Regions from separate parts of the Mus musculus genome. Here region 1 is linked to region 2. Evidence: chromatin contacts called from public HiChIP or PLAC-seq data. All regions are on one chromosome and are shown on one strand. Each heading gives the region's core, a stretch centred on a gene start, on an enhancer-like site or on the middle of the called end of the contact. The rest is flanking DNA. Distances are from core to core; before and after follow the strand shown. Region 1 overlaps Ms4a13 (membrane-spanning 4-domains, subfamily A, member 13). Region 2 has its middle 9.7 kb from the start of Ms4a8a.

The links. HiChIP or PLAC-seq counts read pairs in DNA pulled down with a chosen protein or histone mark.
Region 1: an H3K4me3 HiChIP or PLAC-seq map of bone marrow-derived macrophages shows a contact between it and region 2, with 2.6 times the contacts expected there. The contact joins two enhancer-like sites. A contact is called at or near these places in 12 of 39 promoter capture datasets (the 3T3-L1 cell line, 3T3-L1-derived adipocytes, cranial neural crest and 9 more), 1 of 484 Hi-C or Micro-C datasets (nephron progenitors), 2 of 115 datasets of contacts at active chromatin or transcription factors (CD8 T cells and bone marrow-derived macrophages) and 3 of 9 other capture datasets (adipose tissue, macrophages and pancreatic islet).

What each region holds. Positions count from the first base shown.
Region 1 is chr19:11,181,214-11,188,190 of GRCm38.p6, forward strand. Ms4a13 (membrane-spanning 4-domains, subfamily A, member 13) reads right to left here. Exons shown (of 7, transcript NM_001347435.1): 4 at 3,890-3,946; 5 at 2,592-2,711. Among named protein-coding and RNA genes, the nearest start is that of Ms4a13, 12 kb to the right of the region's middle. Within about 2 kb of position 3,103, at least 1 of the 459 cell types and tissues checked has an H3K27ac peak or open chromatin away from gene starts, as enhancers often do. A contact at or near this core is called in bone marrow-derived macrophages, where this site is marked.
Region 2 is chr19:11,087,641-11,093,912 of GRCm38.p6, forward strand. It overlaps the pseudogene Gm336. Among named protein-coding and RNA genes, the nearest start is that of Ms4a8a, 9.7 kb to the left of the region's middle. Within about 2 kb of position 4,656, at least 18 of the 459 cell types and tissues checked have an H3K27ac peak or open chromatin away from gene starts, as enhancers often do. A contact at or near this core is called in bone marrow-derived macrophages, where this site is marked.

The DNA.
Region 1 (6,977 bases), core at 1,853-4,352, 92 kb after region 2:
CCTCACTCATCACCAGTCTACCCACAAAATGTATTCTATTTCCTCTTCCCAGGGAGATCTATGCACCCTCCAACCCCTCACTACATATTTCTTCTTTATCTAACCTCTCTGGTTTATAGCTTGATTATCATTTACTTAACCCTTAATATCCGCTTATGAGTGAACACACACCGTATTTGTCTTTCTGGGTCTGGGTTACCTCACTCAGGATGATTTTTTTTTTTAGTTGCATCCATTTGCTTGCAAATTTCATGATATTTTTTACAGCTGACTAATCCTCCACTTTGTAAATGTACTACATTTTATTTAGCCTCCAGTTGAGGAGCATTTAAGTTGTTTCCAGTTTCTGGCTATTATGAATAAAGCCACAATATTTGAGCAAAGACTTGTGGTAGGGTGGAATGTACTTTAGGCATATGTCCAAGAGTGGTATAGCTAGGTTTTGAGGTGGATCAATTCCCAGTTTTCTGAGGAACTGCCATGTTGATTTCCATAGTGGCTGTACAAGTTTGCACTCTCACCAGCAATGGAGGAGTGTTCCCCTTGCTCCACATTCTTGTCAGTGTAAGCTGTCACTTACATTATGGATCTTATTTATTTTTGACAGTGTATGAGGAAATCTCAGAGTTAATTTTTATTTCCTTGATGGCTAATGATGCTGAATAATTCTTTACATGTTTCTCAGACATTTGAGTTTCCTTTGCTAAGAATTTTCTGTTTAGATCGGTACTACAGTTTTTAATTGCATTATTTGGTTTGTTGATGTTTAGTTTCTTGAGTTCTTTATTTTAGATACTAGACATCTACTAGATGTGGAGTTGGTGAAAAAAAATCTTTTCCCATTCAGCAGTCTGCCTCTTTGTCATATTAATGTTGTCTTTTGCTGTATAAAAGTTTTGCAATTTCATAAGGTCCCACTGTTTATCTTTGAGATTGAGCAATCAGTGTTCTGATCAGACAGTTGTCTCCTGTGCCAATGCATTCAAAACTATTCTTCACTTTCTTTTCTATCAGATTCTGCCTATCTAGTTTTATGTTGAGGTCTTTAATTTCCTTGGACTTGAGTTTTGTATGGGGTCATAAATATGGGTGGGTATATTTGCATTCTTCTATATGCAAACATCTTGTTAGACCAGCACCATTTGTTAAAAATGCTTTCTTTTGTTCCAATGTGTGGTTTTGGTTTCTTTATCAAAAATCAGGTGCCCACAGGTGTGTAGATTTATGTCTGGGTCTTCTTTGGTTTGAGTCCCTTAATCACCATGTTTATTTACGTGAGTATTTTGTGGTTTTTATTACTGTAGCTTTGTAGTAGAGCTTGAGATCAGAGATAGTGATAACTCTGCTGTTTGTCTATTTTTCAGGATTGTTTTAGCTTTCCTGGGTGTGTTATCTTCCTATATAAAGTTGAGAATTATCCTTTCAAGGTCTGCAAAGAATTGTGTTGGAATTTTGATGGGGATGGAATTGAATCTATAGATTGCTTTGTGTAGGATGGCCACTTTTACTGTGTTAATCCTACTGATCTATTAGCATGGGAGATCTTTCCATTTTCTGATGATTCTGGATTTTAAGCCAATGCAAGTCAAGTAAATCTCTTGTGTTAACAAGGCTATTCACATTTACTGTAGTACGATACATCACATTTCTATGTAGTTATGTCTGGAGTACAAAAGATAAGACTGATATACATTTAGCTCTGAGGTGTTAAAGCAAAATCCACATAGAGGCTTAGTTAAGTGCTTCCTTGTAAGCAAGACAGAGAAGAAAGGAGAGAGAAAGAGAGAGAGAGAGAGGGGGGGGGTATGTGTAGAGGGTAGTGAGAGTGCACAATCTGTTGAGGAGGCAGAGACAGGTCAGTGCCTGTGCTCACTAGCCAGATAGCCTAGCCTATTTGGGGAGTTTGAGGCTAATGACCCTATCTCAAAAATCAAGGACAGTACCTGAGAAATGGCACCTGAAGTTATTCTCTGGCCTTCACATATATACATGTCACACACACACACACACACACACACACACACACACACACATACACACACACACGTGGCTCAGGACCACCTTGGAAGAGGAGACAAACAGCTCATTAAGAGGCAGAGATCACAGAGGACCAGCATTTTTGTGTCTTCTGGAAGGCTGGGGGATGCTGGACTCACAAACTCACAGCACCTGTGTTTTCCTGAACAAGATGCACACAAGATCAAACTGATTAATATTCTAGTGTGGAAGAGGTTGGGGAGAGGCAGCTCAGGAGTCTCCATCCCTAACTGAGGGTCTACTGACAGTTGACAGCTCCAGGGCAAGGAGAGTCAGTTTTCTTAAAGGACATAGCCCTAGGGAGGTCGATTACACTCCAGGGGATGGCCTCACACCTGAAAGCATAAGAGTAGCACAAAATAGTCTCCACTGGTTATTGAAATAAACAGAATGCAAAAAATGAATTTGGAATAGGGAGATGGGGGTGGATCCGAATGGAGTTGTGGGAAAGTGGGTGGTAAATATGATCAAACTATATTGTGCAAAACTTTCAAAGAATAAAGTATCATTACAAATGTTAAAAGAAAGATATTTCTATAGAATCAGTTACTTACTGCTTGTCCATAATTTCTATATGACACCGAACGGAAATGAGACAATTCCACTATTGTTAGGCTGGCTGCAACGATCGTAATAATTATGCAGAGTATGTTCAGGGACATAGTACAGAGAATCTGAAAAGGAGACATGGCATAAACGTACAACATTCAGAAGTACTTTGCATATGTTTTTTGTTTATCTGTTTGTTTTTGTTTTACTTTTAAAAATCTAGTTCAAATCTGTTTGTAGTTTGTGAAGCTTTCGACATGTGCTTATGCTTGCCATTTCATGAATCTATCATCAGAAGCTGCCAATTTTTGAATTCTATCAGTTCTCAAAACCTTTGTATGTTTGAATCCCCGGGTTTTATTAGCTGGGAGCATCTGTCAATATGACAGATATCAGAACTTTTTTTAAATTTAGATTTGAGATTTTATTTATTTATGCTTATGGATGATTTGCCTGGATGTTTGTCAGTGTATCAAATACATGCAGTGCTCATGAAGAACAGAAGGGGGCGTCCGAGCCACTTGAAGCTGAATCACAGATGGCTATGAGCCACCATGTCCGTGCTGGGGGAAGAACCTGAGTTCTCTGTAGGAGCAGTTATTGCTCCTAATTCCTGAGCCATCTATCCATTCCCAGAGTTCTTAATGCGTAAAAATTTAAGATCAATTGATTTCTAAGGTGTCTTTCAGGTCTAAAATTCTAATATTTTTATTTCTAAACAGTTCCCATTTACACCATGGACAGATTTTTTTTTTCTTGTAGAATTCCCTACTTTGATACAAAGTACAACCATATTCCCAAAGTGGGTTGACCAGAAAATGAACTATTAAAGCACGTGAATGTTCACATAGAAGAAAGGCTTTAGAGCCTATAAACAAATTTAATAACACTGGTCAGGCAATGGTTAAGAGTAGAAATTCAAACAAAATTATTATTATTTAAATTTAGATGTTTTTGCAGAAGGTCATTGTTATTGTTAACTAGTGTATCCAGTCTACATTAAGTAATCTGATCTCAGGTTTTTATTTCCCTCATTTATTTTTTTAGAGATGGTAAATTCCTTTCTTGTTTAGAGACTAATTTTTCTTTATTGTAAAGATTCACCTGTGTATCTTAGGAGTTGGAGTTACTGGAAGTTGTGAGCCAATGTGGGTGAGGGGAACTGAACTCATGTCTTTTGTAAGAGCCCCAAGTGCTCTTAGCTGCCGAGCCATCTCTCCAGTCCCAACCTTATCTTTTCATTCAAACCTCTTCTATTTTGTGAAAGTGCATACTAGAGACATCCCCCCACATTTCAACTCACCATATGTCTACTTTGATATTTTGCTGCTTTTACAGTGAAGGCCCCTGAAATGACAAACTAGACACAAAACACGTATTGGTAAATACTCATTGAATAGTATTCAGCAACTTAAGCATATTTTGAAACAGCTCTATTTTCCAGGCCAATGGTTTTCAGAATTGTAATAGTAACAAAGAGAGACGTTTTAGTAGAAGGGGTTAAGATGAGCTTCCATTATGAGGTAATGATTTTTTCAAAAGGTGTCAGGTATTGAAAGTAGCAGGAGGGTCACAACAGGCATAAGCAGGGGACAGAGGGCAGGATTGAGGCTGTAGGCTTCTTAAGCCCTCCCGAACCCACAGTCAAGTTTGGTTATGTGATTCCTCTTACATAACTCATTCAGGTGCTATTCCAACTTTTACCCCCAGTAAGAAGTCAGGGACTGCCATGACTGTGTACACATTCAGATGTGGAAAAGGTGGCCCATAAACCCACTTGGACATCATGACTGTACAAAGTAGTCTCTCCATTGAGAGGCTATAGTCTCCATTAAGGCCACAGGGTGCCCGAATTTTCACTTTATTTATCCATTCATGCATGCGTGCATGTCTGGTATATGTGTGTGGTTTATGCACACGGGTGTGCAGGCACATGCCTTTAATCACACATGGTGTAAGGCAGAGTGGTTTGTCTTTCTTGCTCCTCACTTGGTTGCCTTGAGACAGGGTTTCTCAGGAAACTGGAAGTTTGCTGTGGCAGCTGGGCTGGCAGACCACTGAGCGCTTGGAATTTGCCTGTCCTCGCCCCACACTGCTGCTGTTACTGGTATGTGCAGCCATGCCAAGCTTTTTATGTGGGTGCTGGGGACTTCAACTCAGGTCGTCATGATTGCATGCTGAGCAAGTACTCTTGTTCACCGAGTACTTCCCAGCCACCTTGCCTTTTATAAAAATTATTTTAAAAGACATTCCATTATTTCTTTTCAGGATTTCTATTTTTTAAGAAGTACAAAACACTGCTGTGTTGTCTAAAAGCAGGATACACATTTTCCCTGAAGTAGTCTTTTTTTTTTTTAAAAAGTTTTATTTATTTTTGTTTATGTGAATCTATGTGTTTGCCATCAGTTTCTGAAGTCATTAGTCAGTCCAGAGGTCAGAAGTGGGTATCAGATCCTCTGGAATTGAAGTTGCAAGAAGTTGTGAATTCCATGGTATGGGTGTTGGGAATCAAACCTTGGTCCTCTGAAAGAGCAGGAAGTCCCCTAAACCATGGAACTGTCTCTCCATCTTTTCTGTTTTAGCGATTTTGGCAAAGGTTACTTTTGTGAAAAGTACTAGACATGGTCCATACTTTTAAAGATTAACATGAAGTTTTCATATAATATGTTGATCATATTTATCTCCCTCCCCAGGTTCTCCATCCAATTCGATGTTATTTCTTCCTCAGTCAAACAAGCAAGTAAACAAAAACATCACCTTAAAACAGAAAGGTAAAATAAAACAAGCCAACAGCACCACAGTAAAAGCATGCAAAAAAAAGCAAAAAAAAAAAAAACAAAACAAAACAAAAAAAAAAAACAACAACAACAAAACCCAAAAAACCCATGGAGTCTGTTTTGTGTTGTCCAGCTATTCCCTAGTATGAGACCTGCCCAGGAGTGTGACGGATATACCCAGTAACTGATATACTTTATTGAAGAAAATTGATTTTTTTGTTTCTTTCTTGGCAGGCGTCAATTGCAAATAGCTTCTTGGCAGGGGTGGGAGAAGGTGTCTACTTCCCTTTTTCAATGCTGAGATGGAAAATGACAAGTCTGGCTTGAGCTTGTACAGGTCTTGTGCATGCTGCCACAGTCTCTGTGGGTTCATATGTGCAGTATCTCTGTTGTATCTGGGCATGCTGTTTCCTTGGAGGTGCCAACCACTTCTGGCTCTTACATTCTTTCTACCACGTCTTCTGCAGAGATTTCTCTCATGCTCCACACTTTATTTGGGTAGGCCAAACTTTGAAGCTAACACAATTCCACCAGGAGATCGATCCTGTACAGTTGGCTCTTGATCTTCACAGAAGAGATGGCACTGCTAAGGATGGGTACACTGAGGGTAAGAACCGTCTCAGGACCGCAGTGCGGAAGTGTCTTCCGATCATTTTAGATCCAAAGATAGACCTTGTCTTTTATTTAAAATATCGAAGTGGAGGCTAGAGAGATGATCCAGTGGTTAGGAGCGCTGGGTACTCTCCCAGAAGACCCTGGCCTGATTCTCAGCACCCACATGGAAGTTCACAACCATCTGTGACTCCAGTTCCAGGCAATCCAATGCCTTCTTCTGGTTTCTCCAGGTGTTGCACGATATGATGCACAGTCATGTAGGCAAAACTTAAATACACAGGAAATATATTGAAAATATTTATGAAAATATTAAAATTTACATTATTATTTTAAAAGTATTTTATTTATTCTTTGAAAAGCTAATACATAAATGGAGTGTATCTTGTAGGATTTTTTAAATTGGAGTGTTTTCCAACTTATTAGAAAGCATTGGCTTTAGAAAATGTCTTTTAAAGTTTATCATATAAATGACAATTTCTGTATTGGACTACATCTTTAAAATTTAGGTATTTTACTGAAAGTGTTAATTGTGCTATGTGTATGAACATGTCTGTGTGTTAGTGTGTGTGTGTGTGTGTGTGTGTGTGTGTAGGCCAGAGGTTAACTTGGTTGTCATTCCTCATGAGCAGTCCCCTTCCTTCCTTCCTTCCTTCCTTCCTTCCTTCCTTCCTTCCTTCCTTCCTTCCTTCCTTCCTTCCTTCTTTCCTTCCTTCCTTCCTTGCCTCCTTGCTTCCTTCTCTCTCTCTCTCTCTCTCTCTCTCTCTCTCTCTCTCTCTCTCTCTCTCTCTCTCTCTCTCTCCCTCTCTCTCTCTCTTTGGAACACAGTCTCTTGGTGGGATCTAGGATTGTTGATTAGACTTGCTGGCTGATCAGTGAACTGTACATCATGCTTTGTTTTTAAATTGGAAAATTAATTTTCATGGTTTTATTTGTCAAAAAGGAAAAATAAGTAAGGAAATAATATCTTTTAAGAAAAATTAGAATTTTAGAAACCTTGAA
Region 2 (6,272 bases), core at 3,406-5,905:
GAATAGAATTGAAGACCCAGAAATGAACCCACACACCTATGGTCACTTGATCTTCGACAAGGGAGCCAAAACCATCCAGTGGAAGAAAGACAGCATTTTCAACAATTGGTGCTGGCACAACTGGTTGTTATCATGTAGAAGAATGCGAATCGATCCATACTTATCTCCTTGTACTAAGGTCAAATCTAAGTGGATCAAGGAACTTCACATAAAACCAGAGACACTGAAACTTATAGAGGAGAAAGTGGGGAAAAGCCTTGAAGATATGGGCACAGGGGAAAAATTCCTGAACAGAACAGCAATGGCTTGTGCTGTAAGATCGAGAATTGACAAATGGGACCTAATGAAACTCCAAAGTTTCTGCAAGGCAAAAGACACTGTCTATAAGACAAAAAGACCACCAACAGACTGGGAAAGGATCTTTACCTATCCTAAATCAGATAGGGGACTAATATCCAACATATATAAAGAACTCAAGAAGGTGGACCTCAGAAAATCAAATAACCCCCTTAAAAAATGGGGCTCAGAACTGAACAAAGAATTCTCACCTGAGGAATACCGAATGGCAGAGAAGCACCTGAAAAAATGTTCAACATCCTTAATCATCAGGGAAATGCAAATCAAAACAACCCTGAGATTCCACCTCACACCAGTGAGAATGGCTAAGATCAAAAATTCAGGTGACAGCAGATGCTGGCGAGGATGTGGAGAAAGAGGAACACTCCTCCATTGTTGGTGGGATTGCAGGCTTGTACAACCACTCTGGAAATCAGTCTGGCGGTTCCTCAGAAAATTGGACATAGTACTACCGGAGGATCCAGCAATACCTCTCCTGGGCATATATCCAGAAGAAGCCCCAACTGGTAAGAAGGACACATGCTCCACTATGTTCATAGCAGCCTTATTTATAATAGCCAGAAACTGGAAAGAACCCAGATGCCCCTCAACAGAGGAATGGATACAGAAAATGTGGTACATCTACACAATGGAGTACTACTCAGCTATTAAAAAGAATGAATTTATGAAATTCCTAGCCAAATGGATGGACCTGGAGAGCATCATCCTGAGTGAGGTAACACAATCACAAAGGAACTCACACAATATGTACTCACTGATAAGTGGATACTAGCCCAAAACCTAGGATACCCACGATATAAGATACAATTTCCTAAACACATGAAACTCAAGAAAAATGAAGACTGAAGTGTGGACACTATGCTCCTCCTTAGAAGTGGGAACAAAACACCCATGGAAGGAGTTACAGAAACAAAGTTTGGAGCTGAGATGAAAGGATGGACCATGTAGAGACTGCCATATCCAGGGATCCACCCCATAATCAGCATCCAAACGCTGACACCATTGCATATACTAGCAAGATTTTATCGAAAGGACCCAGATGTAGCTGTCTCTTGTGAGACTATGCCGGGGCCTAGCAAACACAGAAGTGGATGCTCACAGTCAGCTAATGGATGGATCACAGGGCTCCCAATGGAGGAGCTAGAGAAAGTACCCAAGGAGCTAAAGGGATCTTCAACCCTATAGGTGGAACAACATTATGAACTAACCAGTACCCCTGAGCTCTTGACTCTAGCTGCATATGTATCAAAAGATGGCCTAGTCGGCCATCACTGGAAAGAGAGGCCCATTGGACACGCAGACTTTGTGTGCCCCGGTACAGGGGAACGCCAGGGCCAAAGGGGGGGAGTGGGTGGGTAGGGGAGTGGGGGTGGGTGGGTAAGGGGGACTTTTGGTATAGCATTGGAAATGTAAATGAGCTAAATACCTAATAAAAAATGGAAAAAAAAAAAAAAAAAAAAAAAAAAGAAAATTGGACATAATACTACCAGAGGATCCAGCAATACCTCTCTTGGGCATATATCCAGAAGATGTTCCAACCGATAAGAAGGACACATGCTCCACTACGTTCATAGCAGCCTTATTTATAATAGCCAGAAGCTGGAAAGAACCCAGATGCCCCTCAACAGAGGAATGGATACAGAAAATGTGGTACATTCACACAATGGAGTACTACTCAGCTATTAAAAGGAATGAATTTATGAAATTCCTAGGCAAATGGATGGACCTGGAGGGCATCATCCTGAGTGAAATAACACAATCACAAAGGAACTCACACAATATGTACTCACTGATAAGTGGATATTAGCCCAGAAACTTAGGATACCCAAGATATAAGATACAATTTGTTAAACGTATGCATGAAACTCAAGAAGAACGAAGACCAAAGTGTGGAACTGTGCCCCTTCTTAGAATTGGGAACAAAACAACCATGGAAAGAGTTACAGAGACACAGTTTGGAGCTGAAACGAAAGGATGGACCATCTAGAGACTGCCATATCCGGGGATCCATCCCATAATCAGCCTCCAAACACTGACACCATTGCACACACTAGCAAGATTTTGCTGAAAGGACCCAGATATAGCTGTCTCTTGTGAGACAATGCCGGGGCCTAGCAAACACAGAAGTGGATGCTCACAGTCAGCTATTGGATGGATCACAGGGCCCCCAATGGAGGAGCTAGAGAAAGTACCCAAGGAGCTAAAGGGAATCTGCAACTCTATAGGTGGAACAACAATATGAACTAACCAGTACCCCCAGAGCTCTTGACTCTAGCTGCATATGTATCAAAAGATGGCCTAATCGGCCATCACTGGAAAGAGAGGTCCAATGGACTTGCAAACTCTATATGCCCCAGTACAGGGGAACGCCAGGGCCAAAAAGTGGGAGTGGGTGGGTAGGGGAGTGGGGGGGGGTGTATTGGGGACTTTTTGGATAGCATTGGAAATGTAAATGAGGAAAATACCCAATAAAAAATTAATTCTAAAAAAAAAGTATCTTGGGGATTGCAGAGGGTACAGAACACTGGCAGATTTAGTAAAGAACAATCTTTACTCTATCAAAATGGCTACTTAGTAAACAAAATGCATCTGTCCATACCCTTGAGGAGAGAGTTTGTCCAGCCATCCACATTTCTCCTTGGCTGCTGAAGATCCATAGAAGCAGGCATAGGGAGAGATGGCATTTGAGATGGTTGATGACGGTTCAGTATTTCCACTCATGGAGCTTAAAGGATAACTGTGCCTATTGAAGGGGTCCAAGTAGAAGGCTTTTTGAGTCCTAGACTTGGACGCTTTGGAATTTTTTCTTCTTAAACTCTGGAAGCATTCCTCTACTGTGGAGTATTCTGACTCAGAGGCCGAATCCTGTGCAAGGTTATTTTTATCCTCGCGGGGTATCCAAATGTCTTCGACTTTGTCTTCACTCACTTTTTCCTTCCTGTTATCATATATGCTTGACTGGGTTAGGATAGAGTTTCTTGTAGTGGCTGCTTCCTCTTTAACTGTGTTCTCATGCGGCCAAAACTCATTCTTTATAGATCGCTTCTTGGAACTTTCTAGTCTCTGGAAGAGAAATGTCTCTCCATAAGGAAAGATGGAAGTTGAATTATCCTCATTTGAATTTTTCAGTGTCAAAGACTTTCCAGCTGAGGTAGTATTACTTCTTCTGTCACGGAAATAGCTCCCTGGGATTGATTTTGTTGACCCTGGGATCTCTGGTACAGAGCGATGTCTCAGTAGAAATGATCGAGAAGGTCTGGAAACCAACTTGCTCCGGCTTCTCATGGGGCCGTGGACTGGTGAGGACGGAACGTACAGTTCATTCACAACCATCTCGCCCTGAAACTGAAAGAACGGGGTTGGCGGGAAGCTTTCTAATACGCCATTCGTCCCGTTTCCAGAATGTGTGCCTGATGTTGGACAGTCCCCAGAGGGAAGACATTCAGTGTTTGTACTAAGTGCCTTGCTGTAATCTTCTGAGGTCAAATTGCCTTTTTCTGTGTGTTCTTCTCCAGCTGTGTACTCCACAGCCCTCTTGGTAATCAAAGGATCTATTTTGACATTTACACCACCAAATAAAGAATCTTTCGAAGAATCCACGTTCTGGTGTAGTTCTTCTTCTGGACAGGGCAGGTCATGTGAAGAAAGACATAGCTTATCATGTGATTTCGGAGACTGACAGTTTCCTTCACTAAGGGTACTGGTTGTAACCATCTCTGATGGTGCCGGGCCAGGTCTATGGACAGTAACGGAATCGGAACACTCTATGCCGGTGTGGCTGCTGGAAGATGGATCACTGTGTTGTTGCTCTTTTGTGGTGCTGCCGTTCTTTGCCTTATGCACATTTGCATATATGGGGAAGTCTTGCATTTTTGAAAAGATCATTTGTAACTGTTTCAGTATCCTCCTACGGTGTCCAGTAGGTGATATTCCAATCTGATGGAGTACGCTGTCATTTATCGACGTGCAGTCCCTCACGGTATAAAAACCGAATTCACGGAAATGTAAGAGGTACTGCTCCAAATTGATGCTCATCAGGAAATCTCTGATGTCCGCATTTACTTCGCTGACTGAGGACATAATGGTGGCTTCATTACTATGTGAGTGTTAAAAGCTGCACCATGAGACACACACACAAGGAAGTACTTCTTATGGGTTTTTTTCCTCCCTATCACTTCTGACAAAGTCTTTAGAATGTTATTTTCTGTTCATGTGCTCAAACCGCCTTTGGTTTCTCTTCCGACGCCCACTCGCGGGACGCGCAATCCGAGCGACACAATCCAGAGCCGCCTGAGCACTCCACGCGTCCCGAAGCGCTGCGTTCTCGCATCCAGGACCGGACCGCGGCCAGCGCACCCCGGGGACTCGCCTCGCTCGCACGCGGCCCGCGAGCCCCGGCAGCGCAGCGCCGGCTCGTCCCCGTGGGGCGCTGTCCCCGGCGTCGAGCGGGCGGACCCCGCGCCGCACCTGGAGGCGGGAGCGCGGTTGGGCTCGGCGGGCGAGCGCCAGATCTTTTCATCTTCTGAGATCTTCTTCAATTTCTTCCTTCAAAAATTTGAAGTTTTTAATCATACAAGTCTTTCACTTGTTTGGTTAGAATTTCCTCAAGATATTTTATATTATTTTTGGCTATTGTGAAGGTTGTTATTTCCTTGATTTCTTTTTTTTATTCTGTTTGTCGATTGCATGTAGAAGGGCTACTGACTTTTTTTTTTGAGTTAATTATGTATCCAGCCACTTTGCTGAAAATGTTTATCACCTGGAGGAGTTTTCTGGTAGAATTTTTGGGATTGTTTATGTAAATTATCATATAATCTGCAAATAGCAATACTTGGACTTCTTCTTTTCCAGTTTGTCTCTCCTTGGTCTCCTTCAGCTGTGTTTCATGAAACCCACAATTAACTGGAACTTGATGTTTGTTTTTTTCTAGTGATTTTGCTGTTTTACTTCTTCCTTTTAACTGTGGTGCTGGTAATAAACCAAGGGCCTCACAAATGTTGGAGGAAGTGTTTTCCTTGAGCTACATCTGTAGCTCTAGTTTTCATTTTTACATCTTGATTTTCTTGTATGAGTTCATTCTTGAATATTGCATAAGCTGTTTAAGTATAATTTTATACTTTTCCAAAAGTCTACTTGGATATTCTAGAAATTTTGTCAACTCATTTGTACTGCAGTGCACTGAAATGCCACTTTAGTTAAAAGCTCGATTTCTGTGTGAATTTTTTTCTTCTATACAACTGGCCTGCTTGTCTATGTAGGAGTGACTTCTATGATATTTTCATTATTCTTTATTATGCTTTAATGTCTAGCAGGATCTTTTTTTTTAAATTAAACACATTTTTCTTCTTGATATTCTTGTGCATTTCCTTTTTAAAGGGAAGATTTCCTGTAATGTGCATATCTCCATAAAATAGCGCAACATCCTTTAAGAAAGATGAATGACATCAATCCCTTGTGCTGAGGGAAGTAATAAGAAGTGTAAGAATTGGGCCTTAGGTCATGTGGGTTTCAGGAACCAGCTATGATTCAGGTTGGGATTTTCTCTTTTTATTGACTTCCTGGAAATGGTGCTAACTGTCTTGAAGGGACAGAAACTTTGAGGTGAGAGAAGCCTCAGGAGAGGTGGAGGTATTCAAATCATTGCCAGCAAATATTACTGGTTTAGATTTGAGGTGAGGCTGAACACTGTGGCAGTGAACATGTGTAAGAAAGACTGTCCATTTCCTGGTGTCCAGGAAGCATGGAGAAACAAGGAGATGGATGACCAATCAAGTCTTCAACACATGAACCCATAGAAACAAGTCATGTTCAAACCACAACTTCCTTCAAGGATGCTCACATTTCTGCTAAACATTTTCAGGAATAGAGAATTTGCTGACTATATATGTGATAGTCTTTGGAGGCATTGTGTGATA